Linked DNA regions of Acanthopagrus latus: region 2 is linked to region 1. A link is a contact called in public Hi-C data. All regions are on one chromosome and are shown on one strand. Each heading gives the region's core, a stretch centred on a gene start, on an enhancer-like site or on the middle of the called end of the contact. The rest is flanking DNA. Distances are from core to core; before and after follow the strand shown.

Region 1 (4,649 bases), core at 1,143-3,642:
TTGGCTTCAAGTGTTGGTCTCTGCGGACCGAAGTGTCTCATTTAAAAATAAAACCATAGGACAACTTTTTTTTTTCTCACAGAGTCAGCAGAAACAAGTGTTCCTGAAGACAGCTGAGTGAAGACAATGTTCGATTAAGGCCAATTTGTGCATTCTGAGAACATCTTTTGGGTAGCTTCCCAGCTCTCTGAGAAATGCCGCACTAAATATCCTTAAGTGCTGGTCGAAAGCCTCAATATTTCTAGATAACAGCTAAGGAAAGGGGGCCTTGTCTCTCCTGTGGCAGCGGCTCGTCGGGGTATTTGATGGTCCTGTGTGCTTCCGAGCAGTCAGCCATGTCGCTCTGACAGATATTTATGAGCAAAAAGGTTATCGCCGCTGGCACAATTTAATGCAGTCAACACATACATCCTGGAGCTGTTAACGTTTCCACGCGATAGGGCAAAGTGCTGAGACTTTAAGAAGTAGTGCAAGAAGGACATTAACAGCGGATAAATCATCCTTAATGTGGAATAGGCAGCACAGGAATGAGGGTCTAAATGCATCCATTAACTGTAAGCAGGCAACCCTGATTACACAGGCCCATCATTTTAAAAGGACGTAGGAAAATCTACACTGACGTCTTGAGATCAGATTACATTTGGCCATGGCCTGACCAGATGGGGGTTGACTATGAAACACAACAATGTTAGTTGCGCTGCTTAGGGAGAAATGAGATGTCTGACAGATATTTAGATCCACTCGAGAGAGCAGCGAGGAGATCAACCCTCCTTCCCCCAGCGTTTTTGCTTGAAGTGTAGAAACAGCCTGTGCCATACACAGATCTGCCCAGCGCACAGAATGTATACAACACAGCTGCTCCGCAAGATGTCCACATTCACATTCGCTCCTGTTGAATCCTGGACCGGGTGGCTTTCTCTCAACAAGACCTGATGTTCTGTATCCAAGGCGGGAGGGCCTCTTCCCGATTGGCGCTTATGTTGGATGAGGTGTGTTTGCCGCGGGGAGGTCTGAAGGCAGAGTAGTTATCGCTGGAGCCGTAAACTCATGTAAATCTCTTGGCCCGAGGAGACTTTTCCTCTGTGCCAACAACAATCTGCCATGGCAGGAGAGGCTGAAGTCTGATTTCCTGTGTGGGAGATCCAGGTTCCAGGTTTGTCAGATCTGTAGGCTACCACAACTTATCATACTACAGACCCCTGAAGATAGCTCCACTCTGCGCTGGAATTCCCTGTGATATGAAAACACGGATCTGATATTCTTCCACGCACCAGCAACCTGCAATTTCTCTAATCCCGGGGGAAAAGAGCAGGAAACAAATATCTTGAAAATAATCTTTAATCAACGGTGGGAAGCAGTCCACACTGTAAACTAACCAACTCTGTGACATTCATTTCGAGAGGTAAAACTGACCCTTGAGGTGTTAGTGACTCCTCAGAGGATGGAGCACACAAGATGCTTATCAGATTGCTCTGGATGTGCAGCAGGAGTGGATCTAGATTCCCCTCAGGCTGCCAGCCTGCTGTGGGAGGTTTGAGGTTCAAGGACTGACACATCCTCTCTCGCTCCGCTTCGATCTCCCAGGCTCTCCTTTGGTTATCACTCATGCAGAGGCATGGCCACGGACATGCGTAATGGTGATGATGATGGCAGAGTCTGGATAAAGATTGTCATGTGGACCATAAATCACACATTGCCTAATTGACTGCATGTACTCTACCTGACCCGCGTCCCCTTCAGCCGCGCGACTGTCTACAGGAAATGATGAGTCAATTTGCTCAATTTTCAGCCCATAATTAAACGTCAATTGTGAAGCTGTGATGTAAGACCTCATCTACTGGTGATATAGAACAACTCCGCATTGTTACATCCCGTTTATACGTATAAGATTTTCCTCAAGGGGTGTGCTTTTTGGAATTAACCAAGTATTTGAAGTCGCTCCTCGACAAATCGATCCCGCTTGTCATCTCGGCTGTATGCCCCGCCGCCGGATCCATCAACCGGCGTCCAGCACCGGAGATCAAACCGATAAAGCGCTGGACACTGGAGCCACGAAACTCGCGTATCACTCACCGTGCTGTATCGAGAAACGGCGGCGCCACACGGCAGCGATTATCCGGCAGCTTTTGCTCCAAAGTAGTGCAGTTTAACCTCTTTATCTCCAAACAAGACGTCTGAGGTCAGCTCGGTGATGAGGGGGTGACGGGACAGTCCGTCTGTCCCGATCGATCCTCAGGTAACAGCGACGCGAAGGTGGAGGTGTTCATTTACATGCGGCTCTCGCTCCTCCACTCTGCCAGCGCCACGATCGCACCGGCTGGATCGTCTTGGACAAATGACAGCCAGCGGGCGCTCAAACACGGAGGAGGAGGATGTTGTTTCCGCACGGAGGGTTTAAAGAGACACACCACCAGAGCATGGGCTGCGTTCCGTTTCCTTCATGTGCTCTCTCTGAAATAATGATGCTTCAGTGCTGACAACTTGCTAACCATGCAAACAAACACTATCTATCTATCTATCTATCTATCTATCTATCTATCTATCTATCTATCTATCTATCTATCTATCTATCTATCCTGTCTGTGTACAGTATATATCAGTGTATAATACTGCTAAAAAATGCCCGTAATTTGGAAACAAAGGCATTTTTTTCTAAATTAAATTAACATTAAATTGAACAACAAATACAGGCCATACACTGTTCATGTTCTTTAACTGGGTTAGGGTTAGACTGTCTGATTTGTGATGGAATGTAGGTGTGCTGAGGATCCAGTGGCACACTGTTAGCTTATCCCAGTTGCTGAAAGGCCAATTAAGCATTAGAAAACCTTTGTGTAATATGTTATGTAAAACTATCAAGAAAGCAATAAAATCGGCCATCCTTGGGGTAGTTATTATCATTGAGGGTTTGATTATAGTCTCAAAATGGCCTGGGAAAAAAAAAAAAAACCTCCTACCCTCTGAGACTTGTCGGTCTATTCTTAAAGCCGAGAAGGCTATTCTGTGTGAGAAACTGCCAAGAAACTGCAGATCTCATTCAACGGTGTGTACTACAGAACAGTGCAACACAGCTCTAACCAAAATAGAAAGAGAAATGGGAGGCTGTGTTGCACAAGAGGACAAGTGATGATAAGATGGAGGAGTGCTCAAGGCCATCTGGAGTTGCTTTGGTGCTGGTAAATTGGGAGAATTGTACAGGGTTAAATGGATTTTGAGAAGGAAGGCTATCACCACTGTGTTTTTGCAACAAAGCACAGCTCCAAACTATGTAAGAACTATTTAGGGAAGAACAGTCTATGAGGGAGTGGCCCACGCAGCCACCAGATCTCTACCCTATTGAGCTTTTGTTGTGCAGCTCTATATATACACATGGGCGATATTAAGACAGTAAATTTAGAATTGCAATTCTGTATCTGTACGTGATGATTATTTAAAGCATATTGCTTTGGTGATGTGAATGCTTAAGAGTACATATTTCCAAGAAAGAAAACCTTATTCACTTTGTCACTGAAGTACAAGACAACCTGTTCTATCTGACTGAAACAACACCTGAAATGCATTTATTTATCATTTGTTAGCTTCCTGGAATATTTGAATAATTTCATCAGTGTACATTACAGTTAAGGATCCTCTTGAGAAAAAAAATGACCACAGATTTTCTGCATACTTTTGCCACCATTACTAACACTGCCCAAGCACATAAGCAACAGCTGCTTCCCCTGACCACCTCACAGCCACTGTCAAACCCATTCTCACATAGTGATTTCTGCTTTTATATCGGCAAACGTGTCCTTCAAGCTTTTGTTCACAACCCCTGGAACTCGCAGCATTTTAATTTAACAGTAGTCTTCCTTTGCTTGAATTAAAGACTTGTTACAGAATCCACAGAGAAATAATAAATGACACGAATGGTAGTTTCAGCTCGACAATTTCTATCACGCCACAGTTTCAAAACTCAACATGTAAACATAAAAACTGCGAGTGAGCATCGGTGTCTGACTGTGTTGTCTATTATGTGCCCTAGAAAGAAGCACAGACACTCTGATGCTTCCTTCAGATCAGAACGTAAACACAATTATAGGAATTAATGAAATGTAACAATGACTGAACAAGAAATAAGTAGCCAAATTGATGGCATAACAACATCGGCATAGTATAATCAGTTTGCTGAAACATCAGCCTGCTTTCACTGTAAAGTCAGACAGACAAATGGACACATCTCCAACATGGCTGAAGGTGGTAGTTAAGGAATGATGAAGCAAAATGACAGAGTAGGTGTGTACATGTGATATAGCTAATGTTTGGAAGGGAATGATCCAAAAGGGAAACTATAATTAGGTTTCAATTACATTGATTTTACTGTGCATAAAATAGTTCCAACTAGTATTTTTTGTATCATTTTACTGCTTTAAACACAGTTGTTGGGCATATTTATTTACTATTAGTGGGACATGACTGTTTTTATATTATAACAATAGCCAACAGAGCTGATATCAAACTGAATAGACATAGACTGAGTATATGAGAGTGTGTGGGTGGGTGAAAGGAATAAGTGTGTGTGCGTATGTGTGTGAGAGAGGGAGTCAATCAGCACAACAGATGTACTCGGCCCTTAAGTACCAACGCTGACTGAAATACAGTAACAACGC
Region 2 (4,882 bases), core at 318-2,817, 130 kb after region 1:
TTAACCCACCATAACACTTCCTGTTGAAGAAACAATAGTACTGGGAAAGGTAGGTGATGACGCTCAAACAATCAGGCACCATGGAGGAAGCCATGTCGTTTGGGTCCAGCAGAGCAGGGATGCCCAGCCTCGTCTCTGCAACCTCAAATGCCTACAGACGACGGAAGACAAACAGAGACAAATGTGAAGAGGGGGTTGCATGACTAACACTTACCCCGAAGTTTTGTGTTATGGTGTTTTGTGTTAGTTATGAGAAATAAACCCCACCAGCAGAGTTATCATAGCTTGAGTGAAAAACATAGGAGGACATGACTCACCAGCTTGTTATTTTGAAAAACATTGTCTTTGGAGAGGGAGCTGAAATCTCTGGAGCAAGGTGAGGAGGAAAATGGAGAGACTGATTAACTGATGGGGGAAAAGACACAAAAACACACAACAGACCTGAACAGTTGCCTGTCTGAATGGTGGTCAACAAGTGAGTACGCAGCCGTAAAGCACTGTGTGAGTAAAATGCGGTTAAAGATCAGAGATCAGATGAGATGATTCTGGTTCAATGGCTGTGTGTGAGAGGTAAAAACAAACCAACCAATCCCATTAAACTGGACAAGAGAAGGCTAATCAGAGAGACAGAGAGAGATTAAGCAAAGGAGAGCAGATTAGTCCTTGAGACAGTGTGCAGGTTCCGCTCTGCTCCAGATTAGGCAGCATGTAAGTCAATCAGGAGGAGCCCCAGTACACAAGACAATTCAGTCTCAGGGCTCCCAAAACAGACAATGTGTTTGTAATGTTAGAAATGTACCAGTCATGCACCTGCAGATCGGCCCAGGGCTGACAAGTGGTATACTTACATTAAGTCAGGTCTGTGCCTGTGGATGATGGCACAAAAGGCGAGTCCATCTCTGAATGAGGTTGACATGTTTTTTATTTCCACTTTGGGGTAATGAGCGCATGTGACACGGCACCACTCTCGTAAAGCCTTCGGAGAAATCATTTCTCGTGTCATCTTTGACATGGGGATGAGTGAACATGGCACTTCATGAGTTAGAGTACATCAAATGAAGCTCGCAAGCTTTTTCTTTCTTTTTCTTCTTCTTCTTCTAAGAGGAAACAGGAAGCGAGCATCTATTACCCTGGTAACTACCTTTTTTGCTCGCAGAAAACCTGCGGTCAAACCTGCACTTTGAGTTGGTGAAGCAGCAGGAAGGAAGTTATTTTCCCGTTATGCTTTGTCGGGTAAAAACAAAAGTGTCGGCGCATGTGAAGCGACTTCACTTTGCCTCAGTGTCCACAGCCACAAGTTAGCCTCTCAGTCTCACTCGGTTTTATTTCACTCACGGCGACACATCGTCACTTTTCACCGCGAACCACCATCGAACTTCTGAATGTAGTGAACTGTCGTCCAGACATCTGGCAGTGTTCACATAAGTCCTGGTCGTTTTGAAAGAAGAGGTGTAAATTTAAATAAAATCCCGTTACTTGGCGTAGTCCACCTTGTTGTGCTCCACGTTTACTGAAATACACAATATCTGCCGCCAGAGGGAGACGCAGAGCTGCTGCTTCTCTATATTTAGGAAAGAGAGGTCTCTGATTACAAGATTATTGCTTTGACGCAGACTTGACAAATATGATACACCCTGTGATTTTTAATCCAAACATGATGATGCATTGCAGCCTCGTTAAAACATACAATTTCCAATCCCTCCTTTCTGTTACTGCCATTTTTGATCAATGAACAGATCTCATGGTTCAAACAATATGATTTTATCCGAGCATATTTATTTCCAGGCTACAGAATTATTTTGCAGTGTTCGGACAACACATCCACTTGTTTCAGTGAAGTTTTGTTATGTTAGTAAACCAAAACACTTCCGGTCAAACAAGTTAAATCAAACTAGCAGCATTAATGAAAAAAAAGAAAAAACAAAGAGACAAAATACGACACGTTTTGTTACGAAACTGTGATAAAGTGATTATAAAAACGTGCTTTATCACTTATTGGTTTATAGAATATGTTGAAAGCGACACTAACTAAATGTTCTGCTTTAATTGTGAAGGAGTTTGACTTCCGGTATGAGACCGTTATCTCGCTTCTCGCAGGACACTGATAGAAATCTATGTGCTAGAACGGTTATACCCATTCAAATTGACACTTTTTAATTTCTAATAATTAGAGATATTTTCATTGACGTTGACGCTGACGTGGCATACAAGCACAAATAATAAGCATTAATTAGCAACTTTGGTAAAGACATTAGTTTAAAAGATAAAATGTTTTCTTACTATTTACAGTTGTTGTACACTTGTAAGTAAATTTCAGCAAGCGTATGTATATTGAGAGGATCCGAGACGTAAAACTAATATGTTTTAATACTGAATGTAAGTATTATATTAAAAAAAGCTTTGAAATATTTTTAGTTTCTATCCCTTCGAGTTCTTTGTCTCTTCCGCCTCTACGTGCTAGTGTTCGTCCCTCGCGAGACCCACCGACACATCACATAAATCTCGCAGTGATGGCTGCGCCGCCCGATGCGGAGAGTTTGGAGTCTCGTATCAGTGAGTATTTGAAACTTATTCCGCCGAGCCAGTGTCGCCTGAAGACACAGACACTCACAAATTATTATCCGCGAGTTGTCGTCGGTGAGATGACAGCTCACCACAGCAGCGCGTGTCCCGGCAGAGGGGACTGAGACCCTGCCGTCACATCCAGGATGCTAACGTTAACCTAGCACTGGAGCTGCTGTGCTTGCCAGCTGTCAACACACAACACAGCCAGGCGTAGCATTAGCTTGACGGCGCGATAGCTCAACTAGGGAACCTTAGTGAGCGACAAGAATACGGGCCCCTTCAATTTTAATCACACAGGCTTTATTATTTTAATGTCAAAGCTCTGGCCTCGTAAGAAAGTTCTAGACGAGACAGTGACACAGTGCGACTACCGACAGTAAGCTAGCTAACGTGACACTCGGTTAGCACCTGCCCTGTGTATTTCTCTCTGCACGGTGGCATGTTGGCGTTATGTGGCAGAGACTTAATGAATTTTAATGAAGGAGTCACTTGGGAAGCCTCGAGGCCTTCTTGGACTCTCTTGGGTGTTTTAGTTTAAGTTTTATATGCCAAAATCTTTACAAATTTCCACTCATCATCTCTATAACGTGAACACATTTTGGAGTGAGTGTTGATGCTCTTATTCAAATATAAATCTAAAAGCGAAACACCAACCAGAAACAGATTGATGGAAACTAAAAATGAAACAGTGCCAACGTTGTGCAATGAGATTATGTTTGTGTTAAAACTGTAAAAAAATGGTAAATTAAACTCTGTTTGCCGACCAACTTGTTACCCACAATAATTAAAGAAGACTATATTAGTTTTGGATAGATGTACTTAATAAAGTGGCAGCTGGATGTAGAAACAACTGAACAGATAGAGATGTTCACTGTTGTATTTACACAGAAGAAAACATTAAACCAATCCAGAAAGATAATTCGTCTTTATAGTAATATAATCCTTCATGTCATTAATAATGCAACCTGTGTTATTTAACATTACAAATATTATTTAACCAAAATGACAGACATGTATGTTATCTTAAACCACATTAACAACATTCTGATATAACCACGTCTTTTTGCCTGACATCACATTTGCTGACATTTCAGACAGAGCCACAAACCCACTCAACAGAGACACAGACTGGAGCAGCATCCATGCCTTTTGTGACCAGCTCAACAATGATTTGGAGGGGTAAGAGGACATTGTTTTGTGCTTCTTACTTGAATGATTATAGTCTTGTTGACGCTGATTCAACTTGTGTTTATTTTTTTCTATCAATGGTGGTCTATTTTCCTTCCTTGAATTTAAAGTAAATCAAACAATAATGAGTTCAATTTGGCACATGCAACTGAAATCTTCTGTGCTGAATATGAATCAAATCATCATTCTCCTAGCACTATGCCTGTAAAGATATAAGAAATAAAACATATAAAAGCCTCATTTTCTGTTGAGGTGTGGGAAATTGCATCTCAATAACAAGTGCAATAAAGAGCAATTAGACAGACCTCAATCATTATTATAACTGTCAGTTATGTAAGAAATCATTATTGGGTTAATTTGGCTTACTAATTTTTATTGGTGTTAATTTCCTTAATAACCTGAAAACATTCTTAAAAGCACCACAATGATGATGATTAAGAAAATAACAAATAAATGTATGATATGTTGCTCAGCACTCCATACAGCACACTTGACCACTCTGACATTTGCTCATCTGCCCTCAACTGCTGGATGCAGTGTCTTGGAAATCTCATGACATTCAATATTGTGTGTCACTTGTGTTCCAGACCTCAGCTGGCCACCAGGCTCCTTGCACACAAGATCCAGTCTCCACAGGAGTGGGAGGCCATGCAGGCCCTGCTGGTGAGTTAAGATCTGAAACAGGATCTGACGTTGGGTGCCTCAGTACTGATGACCCCAGTTTTTGCAGTTTTTCCTACTCTACTAATTTTCTACCTCACAAATTTTACAGGATGTAAAATTTTGTTTAGACTTTACTTAAATGTGATTACACTTTACAACAAGATTTTTTGCAGATTTAATCCAAGTGTAGGCATTCTGTTGCCGTTTTCAGATTTTGTTTTATCTTTGGCATTGTTTTTCTTAAGGTTCTGGAAACATGTATGAAGAACTGTGGTAAAAGGTTTCACAGTGAAGTGGGCAAATTCCGTTTTCTCAATGAACTCATCAAAGTAGTTTCACCAAAGGTAAGGTTTTCTGATCGTCTCTCTGTTTTTTAGACAATTTGTTTTAGAAATCTGTTGTGTGTAAATAACCTGTTTTTGGTCCTCTGTCCCCCCACTCAGTACTTGGGCTCACGGTCACCAGA

The links. A called contact is a pair of places that touch in the nucleus more often than the background predicts.
Region 2: a Hi-C map of muscle shows a contact between it and region 1, with 7 times the contacts expected there. The contact joins the promoter of LOC119014450 here to the promoter of LOC119013442 in region 1. A contact is called at or near these places in 2 of 4 Hi-C or Micro-C datasets (liver and muscle).

The regions. Positions count from the first base shown.
Region 1 is chr23:6,342,987-6,347,635 of fAcaLat1.1, forward strand. It overlaps LOC119013442 (coiled-coil domain-containing protein 134-like), which reads right to left and starts at 2,393. Exons shown (of 7, transcript XM_037087981.1): 1 at 2,074-2,393. It overlaps LOC119013439 (meiosis inhibitor protein 1), which reads right to left. Exons shown (of 33, transcript XM_037087978.1): 33 at 3,526-4,230. The coding sequence ends at 4,176.
Region 2 is chr23:6,476,881-6,481,762 of fAcaLat1.1, forward strand. It overlaps LOC119014450 (MICAL-like protein 1), which reads right to left and starts at 1,568. Exons shown (of 15, transcript XM_037089632.1): 1 at 849-1,568; 2 at 318-366; 3 at 10-151. The coding sequence starts at 1,012. It overlaps LOC119013937 (ADP-ribosylation factor-binding protein GGA1-like), which reads left to right and starts at 2,456. Exons shown (of 17, transcript XM_037088854.1): 1 at 2,456-2,553; 2 at 3,660-3,744; 3 at 4,341-4,416; 4 at 4,662-4,760; 5 at 4,860-4,882. The coding sequence starts at 2,511.